Regions from separate parts of the Triticum aestivum genome. Here region 2 is linked to region 1. The links are chromatin contacts, called in public Hi-C maps. All regions are on one chromosome and are shown on one strand. The core of a region is the stretch at or near the end of the contact, and the rest is flanking DNA. Distances in the headings are between cores, read along the strand shown.

Region 1 (4,274 bases), core at 1,246-3,745:
GAGAGTGCGTAAAATGCGTTCGGCTTTCCCGTTTTGTTGGGAAGTGTAGGGGCAGGTGAGGCGTAGAAGGGTGCCGTGGGACTCAAAGAGCGTGCGGTTGGCAAGGTTGTCGAATTCGCGGCCGTTGTCCGTTTGGAAGGCTAAGATGAGGCAAGATAATTGTGTTTTGACGTAGGCATAGAAACGAGTAAGGAGAGAATGAACTTCGGGCTTGCGACGTATAGGAAAATTCCATGCATAATGAGTAAAATCATCCAGAATGACCAAGTAATATTGATAACCGGATACACTTAAGAGAGGACTTGTCCATAAATCACAATGACAAAGCTCAAAAGGGAAACTAGTTTGAGAAGAAGAGGAACTAAAAGGTAGCCTAACATGTTTGCCCAAGTGACAAGCATCACAATGAGATGTCGTGCTTTTATTGAAATTGAAATTGAAATATGTAGAGGCTTTGGCGAGGACGGCGGCACCAGGATGGCCGAGGCGCTGGTGCCACAGGTCGGCGGTGACGGTGGTGGAGAGACAGTGGCGAGGCGGTGTGAAGGTGTAGAGCTCGCTGGGAGAATCACATCAGAGAAGCACCGTCTTGGTTGCCAGATCCTTGATAGAAAAACCAGTAGGGTCAAATTCAACATAAACCAAATTGTCACGAGTAAAGGCACGAACAGAAACTAGATTTCTAATAAGGGAGGGGGAGATGAGAATTTCTAGAAGAGAGAGTGGGCGGGAGGGGGTGGGGAAGGAGGTGGAGCCGATGCCGGTGATGGGCAGGAGAGCACCATTAGCGACGATGATCGAGGTTGGAGAGGAAGGAGAAGGAGGGGAAAAGGGTATACCAGAGCCGGAGCCCATATGGGAAGAGGCGCCGCTGTCGAAGATCCAATCGCCACCAGGAGCAGTGGGCGGATGCAGAGCCATCTGATTCAGGGCAGCAATGAGGGCGGCTTGATCCCATTGTGGTGATGCCGAAACGGTGGTCGTAGTCAGGTGCGCCTGGGGCACGACGGGAGCGGGTGGGCGGGCGCCGAGGATCCCCTGGAAGGTGCCGACCACCGTTGCAGCCGGAGCGGGCAGACGCGGGACGAGCAGAAGGCCGCCGGGCGCGCCCCCGCTGGAAACAGAACCGGGCTGGCCGGAGGGGTTCTGCTTGCGCTTCTTCTGGCGCCCACGAGAGCCGGGAGAGCTGGCAGACCCGCCGGGCCCGACTGTTGGAGGGCCGAGCAGCGCGGGATTGAAGGGAGGCGGGGCCGGCGTGGAAGACGACGGGCGGGCCGCGTAGAACGCGCTGGCGTGGGCGAGGAGGGCCGAGCGGGCGTTGACGCGCGCCAGGCGAGCGATGCGCTGCTCCTGCAGCTGGAGAAACGGCCGCAGCTTGATGAAGGAGGGGCGGCGGCCGCGCGTCATGTGTGGGACGGCGTGTTGGAGACGCTCGTCGAGGCCGCACAGCACGCTGTGAACGAGCTCGCGATCTTTCAGGCGGTGACCAAGGTCCCGGAGGGTGTCCGCCATGGTCTTGAGCCGGGAGGTGTAGTTGACAACGGAGAGATCGCCCAGGGTAAAGCTGTGGAACTCGTCGAGGAGGTAGGTGATCCGGGCGTCACGGTTGCTGCGGAAGAGAGAGCGAAGCGAGTGCCAGAGGGAATACGCCTGTCCTTGCGATCGGAGACGATCTCCAGCGTCGACGGAGTCACGGTGGCGTTGTACCACGAGAGGACGGCGAATTCATTGAGAACCCAGTCGGAAGTCGCCTGGGTCGGCGAGCCGTCGACGTGGGCGGTGAGGCCGAACTTGGCGAGAGCGGAGAGGGACGGCGCCAGAGGCCGTAGTTTTCTTTCTCGAAATCCAGAGTAACCAGCACATGGTCGCGGATGCGAAGGGACTGGACCTGGGTGGTGGGGAGGGTTTGGGTGGCGACGGGAAGACGGAACTGGTCATCGTCGGACTCCGAGTCGCCGGGGGAGGAGACAGAGGAGGAAGTGCTCATGGCGGTCGTGGAGGATGGGGAGGAGAGAGGAGCAGCGGAAGATGTGGATCGTGAGTTCAAACTGATACCATGTTGGAGTCTGAACGAGGGTATCGAGAGAGAGATCGTGCAACACTTCCTTGATTATAATTGAGGTTACACATGTGTATATATATACTGGCTGTTACAATAGAATTACACCAGTCTAGCCTAAGGAATAGAACCACTACATAAGCACGTTCGCTAGCAACGTCGACACCTCGCAGCTTCGCCGGCCCATGGCTGTCACAGTGCCTGTTGCCTGGCCTTTGCAAAATCGCAAGGTGCAGCATGTCGGGGCGCGGTCATAGATTGGGGTGGCGATTTGAATTGAAGTAGACGATAGCCACAATGTGCACACATGGCTGTGGTTTTATCTCACCCTGTAGATAAGGTTGAGGGGAGAAAGGGCAGTGTGTGGAGGACAGGGATGGCTGCTATACATACGATACGATGGATTGGTTGCCTCGATCCAAAGCAGACGGCAGACCTGAGGACCGATGGATTAAGCGCCATTCGTAGGACGAGCGCGATCGGCCCAATTGCTGGCCGGCCGGCCGTTCCTAAACATTTACCAATTTACAAAGACCATCTGCGAAGGGGCTCATCGATAGAACGAAGGTACGTATGTATACACTGCCACATATTTTTCAGCCAGCATTGACCGAGCCAGGGCTCAATCAGGGGCATCTCCGTAAATTGCAATCCCTGCCAACCATGACTTTTCTCTCTACCTAGCTTCCTGTTCACCCGGGCCATCCATCAATATAAGCACATCCAGGCTCCACCGATGCAGCAACCAACACTCCAGCAAATACGTACAGACACATAGATCAAACAAAGTGAAACCCCAATGGCCTCCAGTTTGCTCATAATCATACTCCCGGGTGCCACTATAGCTCTTGGTGCTACTGCTTTTTGCTTCTACTCTTGGTGCCTATCAATCGGAAAGAAACTTGAGAAAGGCAAGGTCGAAGCTTCTATTGATCTGGAAGACCCGGTAAGCCATCAGTTAATCTCTCATGTAGATCTTGTCCGCGCCACAGATAATTTTAGTGAGGATCACATGTTGGGATCTGGGGGCTTTGGAAAAGTTTTTAAAGGCCAACTGAGCAGCGGTTTGGTGGTTGCAATAAAGGTTCTTGATATGCGGTCCAAGCACAGCGTCAAGAGCTTTGACGCAGAATGTCGTGTGTTCCGCATGGCGCGTCACCGCAACCTAATACGGGTAATTAACACATGCTCTAACATGGACTTCATAGCACTAGTGTTGCAGTACATGCCCAACGGCAGCTTAGACATGCTACTTCACCACTCAGAAGATGGGGGAAGACAATTCGGGTTTCATGAAAGGTTAGCCGCTCTGCTCGACGTATCAATGGCAATGGAGTATTTGCACCATGGATACCATGAAGTGGTTTTGCATTGCGACTTGAAGCCTAGCAATGTATTGTTTGATGAGGACATGACTGCACATGTGGCAGACTTTGGCATTGCAAGGTTACTACAATGTGAGGATAGCTCAACGATCTCTTCAAACATGCCGGGTACAATTGGATACATGTCACCAGGTACTTAAGTTTGGCTATCTTGCTTAATATAAATATCCATTTCTTGTTAGACTCATGAGTCATGTTGAAATCTGTCTTCATCTTTTGCTTGTGTAGAGTATGGATCATATGGAAAAGCATCACGACTGAGTGATGTGTTTAGCTACGGAATAATGCTCCTTGAAGTTTTTACTGGAAGGAAGCCTACAGATGCTATGTTCGTCGGAGAATTAAGCCTCAGGCGATGGGTTTACCAGTCATTTCCTGCAAAGCTGAGCCATGTCGTTGATGCCCGGCTACTGCAAGGCTCCTCTTCAAGTTGCAACTTGCATGGCGACTTTCTTCTGCCGGTATTGGAAGTTGGTTTGCTCTGCTCCAACGACTCACCTTGCGATAGGATAAAGATGAGCGATGTGGTCGTTATGCTAAAAAGGATTCAAATGAAGTACACTGCATGGACAACGGAGACATCACAGAGTGCAACATCATGATTGATCACTCTTGCTTCGATATATTAATGTATATCCTTTTAGAAAATGGAACATTGTATTACCCGTTGTCTTACCAATTGACGTATACTAGTCATCAACCCGCACATCCGCACGGGCTAGTGATTTTGAAAACACGAAAGTAAGGAAACGGAAGAACTTTTCCTGTTAATATTGTAAGTGTTTGAAATGTATGCGAACTTCGAAGGCAATTTTCTCCTAACCGATAAT
Region 2 (3,731 bases), core at 50-2,549, 36 kb before region 1:
GTGTTTGAAATTTGAATGGCTAATTTTTAAAAACATTAAATTTGATATGTACTTTAATGTGTGTACTTGAATTCTCGGTTTTCGAATTAATATGTTGTGATAGTATATGTTCCAATGGAGTTTGGATGAATTGGCAAAATTCTCCTTTTTAGAGAATTAAGTCCTTTTTATTTCGAGAGTATGGAAAATTAAGTTTTAAGGGAAGGACTAATGAAGAAAAGTTCAACCAGAGTTTGTGCATAAATATCTCGGAACAAGAATTGAACTAAGAAACGTAGTTACATATACAGTCGAGGTACACGAGGAGCGGGGGTGGGTGAGACGAGCGAGCACCGGCTAGCTGGGTGCGAAGCGGTCGAGCAGCAGGTACACCGTCGCGTCCGACATCCCACCGCCGCCGGCCTCCTTCCGGTCGACGACGGAAGGCTTCGCCGCCGCGGCCGCCTTGTTGCCATGAGCGGCCCCTCCCATCTGGTGTTGGTGATCGGCGTGGCTCACCGTCGGCACGGCCTGCCTCTTCTTCCCACGGATGGCGGCGGAGAGCTTGCCGAAGAACCAGACGCCGGCGACGTCGGACGCGGTCGTCGTCGTCGTAGAAGACATGGCGATGGCGCAGGCTTGATCTCAACTAACTTGTGGGCCGGACGAACGAACTTGTATGATTGCGGGAACGAAATGGGCGATCTGGATGCCAGCGAACGGGGATGTGCAAATGCGATGGAGCACCTTGGATGCTGGCTGTCGCTTATATAGGGCGCCATGCATCGCTGACGGGAAGGTGGCCAGGTAGGATATGCATTGCAGTTGGGGGTGACTGGCTGGCTCCACACGGCAAAGTATACCGTGGGCGTGCCGTGCGCGCGTCTGACTCGTTTTCGGTGCGGGTTCGGGTCGTCGTTGTTGGAGCGGATCTGGGGTCTGAACCGCCTGCAGGGTCGCAGTCGGAGGCACACTGATCCTGACCAAAACCGACGGGCGACGGACCGGCCGGGTAATTTGTCTGGGCACGAAGACAAGACAGAGGCAGCTAAGATGGCGCATCGTTGATGATTTTGTTTCAACTGGTCAGCTTTTTTTTTTTTGTAGAAAAAAATTGATTTTTGAAAAGCCATCACGACGCCAAGACTAACCTAAGTTAATAATTAACTTGGAAGAGTAGTTTTCAGCCTTTTTTTTGTGTGTGATTCAAAGAGCTTTATTGATTTTTGATAGATAACCATCGTTCACATGGCCCTTTTGTCTCGATGTGAAAGGAACGAGCTGTCGTAAACAGCAAATGCTATGTCGTCTCTTCCGATCATTCACGCGCGTGGCAGTGACGCGGACATACGGCCACGTTGTCTCCACGAGTGATCACGATCCGTGTGAGCGATAGATGACGGTTCCACGTTTCCACGATGCCGTAAAGAAAGCACGCGCCGCGCCGGTAACATGATAGCTGCCTCTTTGAATCGCGAAAAACCATTTTGTGCTTCTGATCTCTCTTAGAATCACGTTGTTCTTTACAGAAGTCTGTTGGGTTTAGTCCCACATCGGTTGTGGGGGGAGACATAACACGACTTATAAGGGCGGGGGGTGTCCCCTCCTAACAGGCTAGTCTTTTGGGGGGAGAGGGCCCAAGTCCTGTCATAAGTCGGTGTTGCTCTCCGGTTGGGCCTGGTTGACGCATGTGGGTCGGAAACGCTGGTGATAGCGGACCCGGGATTGCGTAACAATTGGTATCAGAGCCCAGGTGACCGGAATGAATCTCGGTAGACTCACGGGTGGTCGGTCATGGTTGGTGGGCTGGAAACGCTGGTGTTAGCGGGCCCATGGATGACCGATGTGTGAGGGGGAGATTGTTGGGTTTAGTAAGAGGAATGGATGTGGAATTGGTGGAATTGATGATGTATTGTTTGAGCCTCGTGGGGAGTACATGATTTTCTTGAAATACAAGACAAGGTACAATAAATCCTAGATTATACTATATTCTGCAACTAATCATGATACTCAACACCCCCATAGTCATAATGGTAGCGACGCAGACGGTGAGACTGGAGAAGAATCCGAAGGGTGTAAGTTGACGGGCATCCCCCCACAGTTATAGAGGTCACATATTGCGGAAGTTGTGGCTGGAGTGAAAAGCCGACGAGGTTGCTCAAGTAAGATGGTAGCTCTTTGTGCCGATGTCGATATAGCCGAGAGCATAGGGTGGTGTAGCCATGATCGGGGTAGCCGTGCGAGGGATGGGGTGGCCGGTGTCAAGGTAGTCGCTGTGTTAGTAAGGGGCGCAGTGCTGCGCCAGAAAGAAGATGGGGTGGACGAGGTGCCGCGTTTGCCAGCTAGGGGACACGTTCGGAATGCATAAGTCGATGTTGCCAGCACAGGGCATGCGTAGATGGAAAGAAGTCGGTGTTGACGAGGCATCACACCAGGAATGCCAAGCCCGGAGACACGTCGTGGATGAAGGCACGCGTCGGTCTTATCAACACCAGACATGCGTATACGGGGACCAGCATGAGCTGTATGCCAAGTCGGAGGGACCAGCACTGGAGGACTCGATGACGGTTGCGACGCTAATCAACGTGCGGTAGAAGGTGCCGATGTCAGCGAAGATGACGGCGATGATACGTCCATTTTGCATCATGTTTTCCTACTGTTATAGTGTTTTATTCAATATAACACTTTGTTGAGTAATTCTAATGCATTTTCTCTCATAATATGCAAGGTTTACACAAAGAGGGAGAATACCGACAACTAGAATTCTAAACCTGAAAAAGCGACGTCAGAGATACCTATTCTGCACATTTCCAAATGAGCTGAAATTTTACGGAGAATTATTTTGGAATATATAAAATATACTGGAGAAAATAAATACCTGAGGGGGCCACCTAGGTGCCCACTAGGCACCAGGGCGCACCTGCCCCCTGCGCGCCCTGGTAGGTAGTGGGGGCCCTGACCCACCTTCGGTGCCCATCTTCTGGTACATAAGGTCTTTTTACCTAGAAAAAAGGAGATGACTTTCGGGACGGAGCACCGCCGTCTCGAGGCGGAACTTGGAGAGGAGCACTTTTGTCCTCCGACGGAGCGATTCCGCCGGGGGAACTTCCCTTCGGGAGGGGGAAATCAAAGCCATCGTCATCACCAACAATCCTTTCATGTTTGGGAGACCAATCTTCATCAACATCTTCAACATCACCATATCATCTCAAACCCTAGTTCATCTCTTATGTTCAATCTTTGTATCAAAAACTTAGATTGGTACCTGTGGGTGACTTGTAGTGTTGATTACATCTTGTAGTTGATGTCAGCCGGTTTATTTGGTGAAAGATTATATGTTTAGATCCATTATGATATTTATGACTCCTCTGATCCTGAGCATGAATATTATTTGTGAGTAGTTTCCTTTGTTCTTGAGGCCACGAGAGAAGTCATGTTGCAAGTAATCATGTGAATTTGATATTCGTTCGATATTTTGATGATGTGTATGTTGTGATTTTCTTAGTGGTGTTATATGAACGTCAACTACATGACACTTCATCATATTTGGGCCTAAGGGAATGCATTGTGGAGTAGTTATTAGATGATGGGTTGCTAGAGTGACAGAAACTTAAACCCTAGTTTATGCGTTGTTTCATACGGGGCTGATTTGGATCCATATGTTTAATGTTATGGTTAGATTTTATCTTAATTCTTCTTTCGTAGTTGCCGATACTTGCGAGGGGAATTAATCATAAATGGAAGGCTTGTTC

What was found. A called contact is a pair of places that touch in the nucleus more often than the background predicts.
Region 2: a contact with region 1 is called in a Hi-C map of leaf, with 4 times the contacts expected there. The contact joins the enhancer-like site here to the promoter of LOC123115724 in region 1. A contact is called at or near these places in 4 of 5 Hi-C or Micro-C datasets (leaf, root and an unstated tissue) and 1 of 1 datasets of contacts at active chromatin or transcription factors (leaf).

Annotation. Positions count from the first base shown.
Region 1 is chr5B:78,904,792-78,909,065 of IWGSC CS RefSeq v2.1, reverse strand. LOC123115724 (probable LRR receptor-like serine/threonine-protein kinase At3g47570) reads left to right here and starts at 2,495. Exons shown (of 3, transcript XM_044536827.1): 1 at 2,495-3,358; 2 at 3,490-3,576; 3 at 3,673-4,119. The coding sequence starts at 3,328. The coding sequence ends at 4,046.
Region 2 is chr5B:78,940,574-78,944,304 of IWGSC CS RefSeq v2.1, reverse strand. No RefSeq gene overlaps it. Among protein-coding and RNA genes, the nearest start is that of LOC123110509, 13 kb to the left of the region's middle. Within about 2 kb of position 1,299, at least 4 of the 8 cell types and tissues checked have an H3K27ac peak or open chromatin away from gene starts, as enhancers often do. A contact at or near this core is called in leaf and root, where this site is marked.